Regions from separate parts of the Oryctolagus cuniculus genome. Here region 2 is linked to region 1. Evidence: chromatin contacts called from public Micro-C data. All regions are on one chromosome and are shown on one strand. The core of a region is the stretch at or near the end of the contact, and the rest is flanking DNA. Distances in the headings are between cores, read along the strand shown. Region 1 holds the start of INSIG1 (insulin induced gene 1). Region 2 has its middle 58 kb from the start of INSIG1.

The links. Hi-C and Micro-C count contacts between places; a contact is called where the count stands out from the background.
Region 2: a contact with region 1 is called in a Micro-C map of ear pinna, with 2.3 times the contacts expected there. The contact joins the enhancer-like site here to the promoter of INSIG1 in region 1. A contact is called at or near these places in 3 of 6 Hi-C or Micro-C datasets (ear pinna, liver and an unstated tissue).

The regions. Positions count from the first base shown.
Region 1 is chr7:13,104,259-13,107,908 of mOryCun1.1, forward strand. INSIG1 (insulin induced gene 1) reads right to left here and starts at 1,574. Exons shown (of 6, transcript XM_051858282.2): 1 at 1,436-1,574; 2 at 526-971. The coding sequence starts at 940.
Region 2 is chr7:13,162,313-13,165,962 of mOryCun1.1, forward strand. No RefSeq gene overlaps it. Among named protein-coding and RNA genes, the nearest start is that of INSIG1, 58 kb to the left of the region's middle. Within about 2 kb of position 1,924, at least 3 of the 8 cell types and tissues checked have an H3K27ac peak or open chromatin away from gene starts, as enhancers often do. A contact at or near this core is called in ear pinna, where this site is marked.

The DNA.
Region 1 (3,650 bases), core at 324-2,823:
CAGAAGGAAGTGCTGAGAAGTTGCTCCCTTGGCAACCGCCTCTCGAACACATGTGACCGATTTGTTTTCAGTTATCCAGCAGGGTAGCATGTTCGCAGGGGCGACCAATCGCCACTCAGGGCTGCGGCTCACCAGTTCTGCAGGCGGCCAATCGTGGGGCAGCCTGCTCTGGGTGACAGCTGTGGGCTATACTGGAGGCTGTCCCCGGTCAGCCGGGACACTGGAGGGAAGGGACCTCAGTCAACTTGGCCCAGTATTTGCTTAAGCAGCCAATGATCTCTCCACCTCATCTCCATCACTGGGCTTCCCCAAACTTGAAACGAGGGGTGACTTAGACTAGCACTGGGTGCCCCACATCCTCTCTAGTTCTTTCTCTAAATACAGAGATTGGAGATGGCAGTTTTCATCTCTGCATGCTCTCATTTCCAAACAAATGCTTGTTGCAGGCCCCAAACATGTTTTTAACCAAATAGATGCCCTTTTTTTTTTTTTAAATTTTTTCTGATAACAAGGATGGGTACTCACCAGCTGCTGTCCCACAACAGGGAGGGACCCACCAGGCAGAGGAGAAGATGGTGGCAATCACCTCCTCGGGGAAGAGGGTGACATTTCTCTGGATCTGTAGCAGGTTGAGCACCAGGGCCAGGACGACCCCCACCAAGAAGAGCACGAGGCTCCTCTGCACCAAGTGATGATGCCAGCTGTTGGTGTGGCTGCCACTGCCACGGTGGCCACTGCTCGCAACGCTCCGATCCCGGGGAGAGGGGTCAGTGTCCGGGCCACTGTGGGCCACCAGCAGGGAGGGACCGGGCACAGCGGCGGAGCTGATCATGTCTCCCACTCCGGCCGCCAGCCCTGCGGCGCGGGCTCTGAGGGGGCTCTGGTGCCTCGCACGGTGGGGATAGGAGCAGCTCCAGAAGTGGTCGTGCAGTCTGGGCATCAGTCACCAGCGGCGTCCGAAGAGGGGCTTCCTGGAAGACGGAGGGCAAAGAGGAGGCGAAGTCGTGATCAAGTTCAATTCCAAGAGCAGGGTGCTGGGGGGAGGGCCCCTGTGGGTCGCTGCCCTTCATCGCCAGTCCCGGGACCGCGGCTCTCCGATGCCCGCCGCGGCGCCGGGACCAGCTGCCCCCCCACCACACACACACACACACACCACACACACACACACACAGCGCGCGGGTATAAACGTCCCGCCCGCCCAGCGCCGTGCACACCGGCAGGCGCCGCCCCGCCGTGTCCAGACCCTCCGCGTCCGGCCGAGGACCGGGCGCCTGCCCCGGGTCCCCCCCGCGGTAAGAGCGAGCCAACCGACCGCCTCAGAGACGGGGTCCACGCGTCAGTCAGCCGGCCGCCTAGGACGCCAAGCCCGGCGCCGCGCGCGCCATCTCCCGCCTCCTGCCACCTACGCCGCCGGCCCTCGCAACCTGCAGCTTACCTGGCCGAGGGGCGCCCGCCAGCGGGCTGACCGAGCAGGGGCGGGGCGGGGACGGAGGAGGAGTCGCGGCCCGGGACGGCCCCAAGTGTGGCCACAGCGCCGCGAGGGCGCGCGGGCTTATATGGCAGGCCGAGGCCCCGCGTCACGTGACTCGGCCAGGCCTACCCGCCGCCCGCGCGCGCCGCGCGGGGGCGTGGCCTCCGCTCGCCCCGCCCCTGCCGCGTGCCCGTCCGCACTGGGTCTGGTGAGGCGGCCGCAGCCAATGGGAGATGGGCGGCCCATATGACGCGAGCACACGCCACCGCGGGCCCGCGCCGGGCACGCGCTGTCAGGAGGAAGCGCGCGGCCCGGACTCCCGGCGGGTGGAAGGCGGGCAGCGGGTAGGGCGGCTTCGCTGACTGAGGGGCTGGGGAGGGGCGGGGTGGGTGGAGATCACGGCCTGTACGGAGGCGCAGAGGCAGGGCGGACGTGCAGGGCCCCGGCTCAGCCCGTGCCGCCTCTGGACCCTGGTCTGACGCCGCGGCCAGGGAGCGTCATGACGGGGTGGGCGGCGGCTCCGCGCAGAACCCGCCCGGGTGAAGGCGGCAGGTGTGGGTGCGCATCCCGCGACCCGCCCCGTGGGCCGCGGGGGGCTTCCCTTCCGTCGCTCCCCCGGGCGGGGGGGAGGGGTCCCTCGGGGTCCCCGCACCTGCGAGCTCTGGGTTGTGTTCGGGGTTCCCTTACGCGGGCTCCTGGTTCCCACCCTCCAGAGCGCGTGTGTGTGGCAACAAAGCTTTTTATGAAAATGCCAGTGACCACTCCCTCTAGTTTCCGGTGGTCTTTGCTGACCTTTGGAAAGCAAGCCAGCACAAACACGAAACAGAGCACTCGCGGGAAAAAAAAAAACAACAGATCGTGTTATCTCGTGGACGTGATTTCTGCACGTCCCGTTTGCTGACAAGTCACGCCACCCTGCAGGACAGGCCGGGTGCCCGCTGAAAACCCACTTGCTGTTGCGCAAGGGCCAGGCTCCTTAAAAATGTTCTTGAACAGCAACAGAGGAAGAGCGCCCGGGCTTCTGTGTTGTCTGCAGATGGGCGGAGGTGCTGGGGAAGTTTGTGCCCTAAGTAGCAGCTTGGCCCAGAGACCCCAGGGAGTCACTGTGAAGTTACTGAGTCAACATGAGATGTCGCTGTGTAGCATCCTCGGCGTTAAAGTTTGTGGCTGTTAGGCCAGATGCTTGTAAAAAAAAAAAAAAAAAAAAAAAAAGAGAGAGATATCCTCCTAAGGTATCAGTATTTTTCAGAGTCCATTAGGGAAAGGGGGAAATTCACCTGAATTTGACTTAAAAAGTTTAGTTTGTTTGAAAGTTTGACCAGGAGGAAGAGATCTTCCATCCACTGGTTCACTCCCCTAATGGCTGCACCCGCTGGGGCTGGGCCAGGCCAAAAAGCTGAGCCCAGCACTCTGTCTGGGTCTCCTACCTGGGTGGCAGGGACCCAGGTGCTTGAACCTCACCTGCTGCCTCCCAGGATAGCCAGCAGCAGGCATCTGGGTGAGAAGTGGAGCTGGGACTAGAACCCAGAAACTCAAGAGGCAGAATGCTGGTGTTCCAAGCAACATCATAACTGCTATGTCAAACGGCTGTTCCTTGATGTGTTTTTATTTTTATTTATTTTAAGATTGATTTATTTGAGAGGCAGAGTTATAGAGAGACGGAGAGACAGAGAGAGAGGTCTTCCATCCCCTGGTTCTCTCCCCCAGTAGCCACAACATCTGATCAGGAGCCAGGAGCCTCTTCTGGGGCTCATGCAGAGGGCCCATGCACTTGGGCCATCCTCCACTGCTTTCCCAGGCAATTAGCAGGGAGCTGGATTGGAAGTGGAGCAGGCAGGACTTGAACAGGTGCTTATATGGGATGCCGGTGCCTCGGGTAGAAGCTTAACCTACTACGCCACAGCACTGTTTTTTTGTTTTAAACTTAAAAAATTTATCTTCTTCACATAAATCTCGACTACATCGAAAATTTGCAAAAATTTAAGCTTCTAAATATTTGGGAGATTATTTCACTTGTAAGTAGTCAGTTATCTGCACACTGATTTGAACTGTCACCTCTGTATTATAGTAAATTCTCATGTATACTTGGATCTGTTGTGTTTTTATTTCTTGAGCGTGACACAGCTTGCAGTGGGCGAAGGAGGGATCCTGTCTTCACCTCTCCCTCGGTTAGGACAGA
Region 2 (3,650 bases), core at 674-3,173, 58 kb after region 1:
TCTATAAACCAAGGAGACCTTGGTCTTGGAAATCCAGCCTCCAGGACCACAGGAAAATAACCTTTTGTTGTTGGAGGCCCCAGGTCTGCGGCATTTTACCGCGGCAGCGGAGCGAGCCCCTGGGATGCCCGAAGCCCCTGGCCTTGTGTAGGGCACACAGTAGGCACGGGCACAGGCTTGCCAGGTGTCAGCCCTCGTGAGAGAAGTTTGTTCTGTCCCGTGACAAGTTCTGGAGGAGAGTCAGGGAGGGGTGGAGCTCGGAGAACCTGTCAGGGCAGAAGCTCCTGCGGCTACCACCTCCCTCCATCCAGCCTCATCGCTCACCACTTCCCTTTGCAGCCGGGGGCTCTGGCCATCTTTATTATCCTGCAGCTCTCCACTTGGATTTGGTCGCTCAGAGAACTTGTCCCACCCACAGTGACCTCCGGACTAGGGGGTCCTAGGTACCTCTCCAGGGGCTCTATGCCCCTGTGTTAGCACAGCTGAGTCTCCCAGTGTTGGTCTCTTTTCTGGGCTGGCTTCCTACTAGGTGAGAAGGTGCCTGGAGGCAGGGTCCTTCCTCTCTGACCTTTGTCCCATGAGGGCCTGGTGCATAGAGAACACCTGGCAGGTAAGAGGGGCCAGCACAGGTGTACAGCATAGATGGGGGCATCTGGGACGGGTATCCAGAATCTGCTGTCCTGAAACTGTGGGATCCTACACCAGGACCGGGGAGCAGGCCAGGGCTCTCTCCTGCTACCTTTTTAATTTTTTTAAAGATCTATTTATTTGAAAGTCAGAGTTACACAGAGAGAGTAGAGAGAGAGAGAGAGAGAGAGAGGTCTTTCATCTGCTGGTTCACTCCCCAACTGGTTGCAATGGCCAGAGCTGGGCTGATCCAAAGCCAGGAACCAGGAGCTTCTTCCAGGTCTCCCACATAGGTGCAGGGGCCCAAGGACTTGGGCCATCTTCTACTGCTTTCCCAGGCCACAGCAGAGAGCTGGATCAGAACTGGAACAGCCGGGTCTCGAACCAGTGCCCATATGGGATGCCAGTGCTTCAGGCCTGGGCATTAACCCACTGCACCACAGCACCAGCATCTCCTGCTGCTTTATGAGAGTCTCTCAGGCCCCTGGGCACATGGTAAGGCCTAAAGACGTGGGATGAGGTGACTGTGGTTGGGAGCTAATGATGGGTGCCTGGGGGAGGCCAGGCTCGGGCTGAGCTTCCTGTGGGCACCCTGGGTGGTGCAGGACCTCTCGCTGCAGGGATTGAATGTGACAAGGAATGGGCTTGGGGTTCCTTGAGACTGTCACTCGCTACTGCTGCAGGTGAGTGTGGTGTCTGTGTAGCCCCATCTTCTCACCCTCTTGTCAAGCGGCATTTCCTGGGCCCAGGGTGGTAAGTGGGGGTGATGACAAGACACAGACTCCTTGTTGCGGAGGGCTCCTGGGCCGGCAGAGATGCAAAGTTTCGGGAAGAGATTCTCCAATGTCCATGTTGCATTGCAGGAGAGAACGGGGGTAGAGAAAAGCCTGGGGACTGAGAAGGAGGCTGGCAAGGGCTGGGGCCTCGGAGACTCCAGGGCACTTGGCTGTGGTTAATGGAATTCCTGGTAGGGGAGAAACACTTGGCATTTGTAAGAGCGCCTGTGTCTGTGTTTTGCTTTTCGGAGCCCTGATTTGGAAGAGCAGGATATTTTATTTATTTATTCCTCCCCCTGCCCCCACAGGCACTTGAGCTGTTTCTATCTGCTTCTCGTTAAGATTCTTGAGATAACTTGAATTGGCACAGTGTGACTAAGAGTAGCTAATAGACCTTCGCCTTGGTGATGGGCCCTTGTTCTTTGCGAAGCCTCAAAAGCCATGTGCAGCCCCTCCAGGTATGAGAACCACACATCACGTTCCACCTCGGCCTCCTCTTTACAGCGCCAGCCCCAGGTGAGTCAGGCTGGGGCTGGCTGCTTGGCTGAGCTTGGCAGGCTGCCAGTGCCTGGAGTGTTTTCTTACCTTTCAGTTGATTGTTCTGGTTCTGCAAAAAAAAAAAAAAAAAAAAAGCAGCTCACAATGATCATACCCCAGAACAGGAAGGCAGAGGTTCCCCATCCTGGTGACACGTGGCCACCCTGAGCCCTCCGCCCAGCAGCACCTGGGTTACTGATGTTCTTCATGCACTCCTCGAGGGGCGCTGTGCACCTGCGTGTCCCTGACCTGGGGACAGGTGCACAGTGACTGTCAGCTTTCCTGAGGGCGCTGGCCCTCTGTTCCATTTCTGTTCAGAATCTAAATGTTAGACCCATCGAAGTACGTAGTGATTTTTTTTTTTAAATAAAGATTTATTCAGGGGCTGGTGTTGCGGCATAGCAAGTAAGCTGCTGCCTGTAGTACCGGCATCATGTGTGGGTGCCGGTTTGAGTCCCGGCTGCTCCACTTCTGATCCAGCTCTCTGCTGTGGTCTCGGAAAGCAGTAGATGGTGGCCCATAGTCCTTGGGCCCCTATACCCACGTGGGAGACTCGGAAGAAGCTCCTGGCTCCTGGCTTTGGCCTGGCCCAGCTCCAGCTGTTAAAGCCATTTGGGGAGTGAACTGGTGGATGGAAGACCTTTCTCTCTCTGTCTCTTCCTCTCTCTGTAACTCTTTAAACAAACAAATAAAATAATATTTTTAAGATGAAAGAAAAAAAAGTGTTTCCCAAATTAGCTTACTGGCCAGAAAACAAGTGATTCCACAGGGTGGCAGAATAAGAGCCCAAATGAGCTGAATCCTGTGTTCCAGGCACCATGCTAAGAGCTTTGCAGGACCTTCTGTTCCCCCCGTCTCTGCAGCGTAGACTGTTGCGGCCCCACTTCTCAGAGGGGAACCCGCAGCATGGTGGGGGTGAGAAACGGAGCCGACATCATTGCCTGGGAGCTGAGGTTGGAAGTGGAGGCCCTGAGCCCGGAGCCTGGCCCTCGGCAGCCCCCGAGCCCGCAGAGAGCACGTGTGTGTTTGCTCACAGCGTCTCGCGAGTGCTTTTCAATCATCAAAGCTTCTGGGGTGCGTGTGCCTGTGTACGCTCCTCCTCAGGTGCTCCCAGAGTCAACACATCAGCAGGCACCCCTGAGGAAGAGGGGGAGGGGTCCACCATTGCCTTGTGTGAACTGAGAGGCGATACCAGGCTTCGATGCCCTGTGTTCCCGTTGACACACGGTGACGCCCTCGAGGGTGGCATGGACACTCTCGCAGTCTGGCCTCGGTCTGTCCGGCTCTCATTCTCATCTCGCTGCCCTCCCCTCTCATCGTGCTAACCTCGTGGATGTCTTCTTAGACCAGGCAGCATTCTTTCCAGTTTTCCTGCCTCAGCTTGCCATTTGCCTTCTGCTTGGAGTGCCTGTTCCTCCTCCACTTTTTGTAAATCTCATGCCCGGGGCCGGCACCGTGGCGTAGTAGGTAAAGCCGCCTCCTGCAGTGCTGGCATCCCATATGGGCACCAGTTCGAGTCCCGGCTGCTCCTCTTCTGATCCAGCTCTCTGCTATGGCCTGGGATAGCAGTAGAAGATGGCATAAGTCCTTGGACCCCTGCACCCACATGGGAGACCCAGAAGAAGCTCCTGGCTCCTGGCTTCCGATTGGCCTAGCTCCAGCCATTGCAGCCATTTAGGGAATGAACCACTGATGGAAGATTATTTTTCT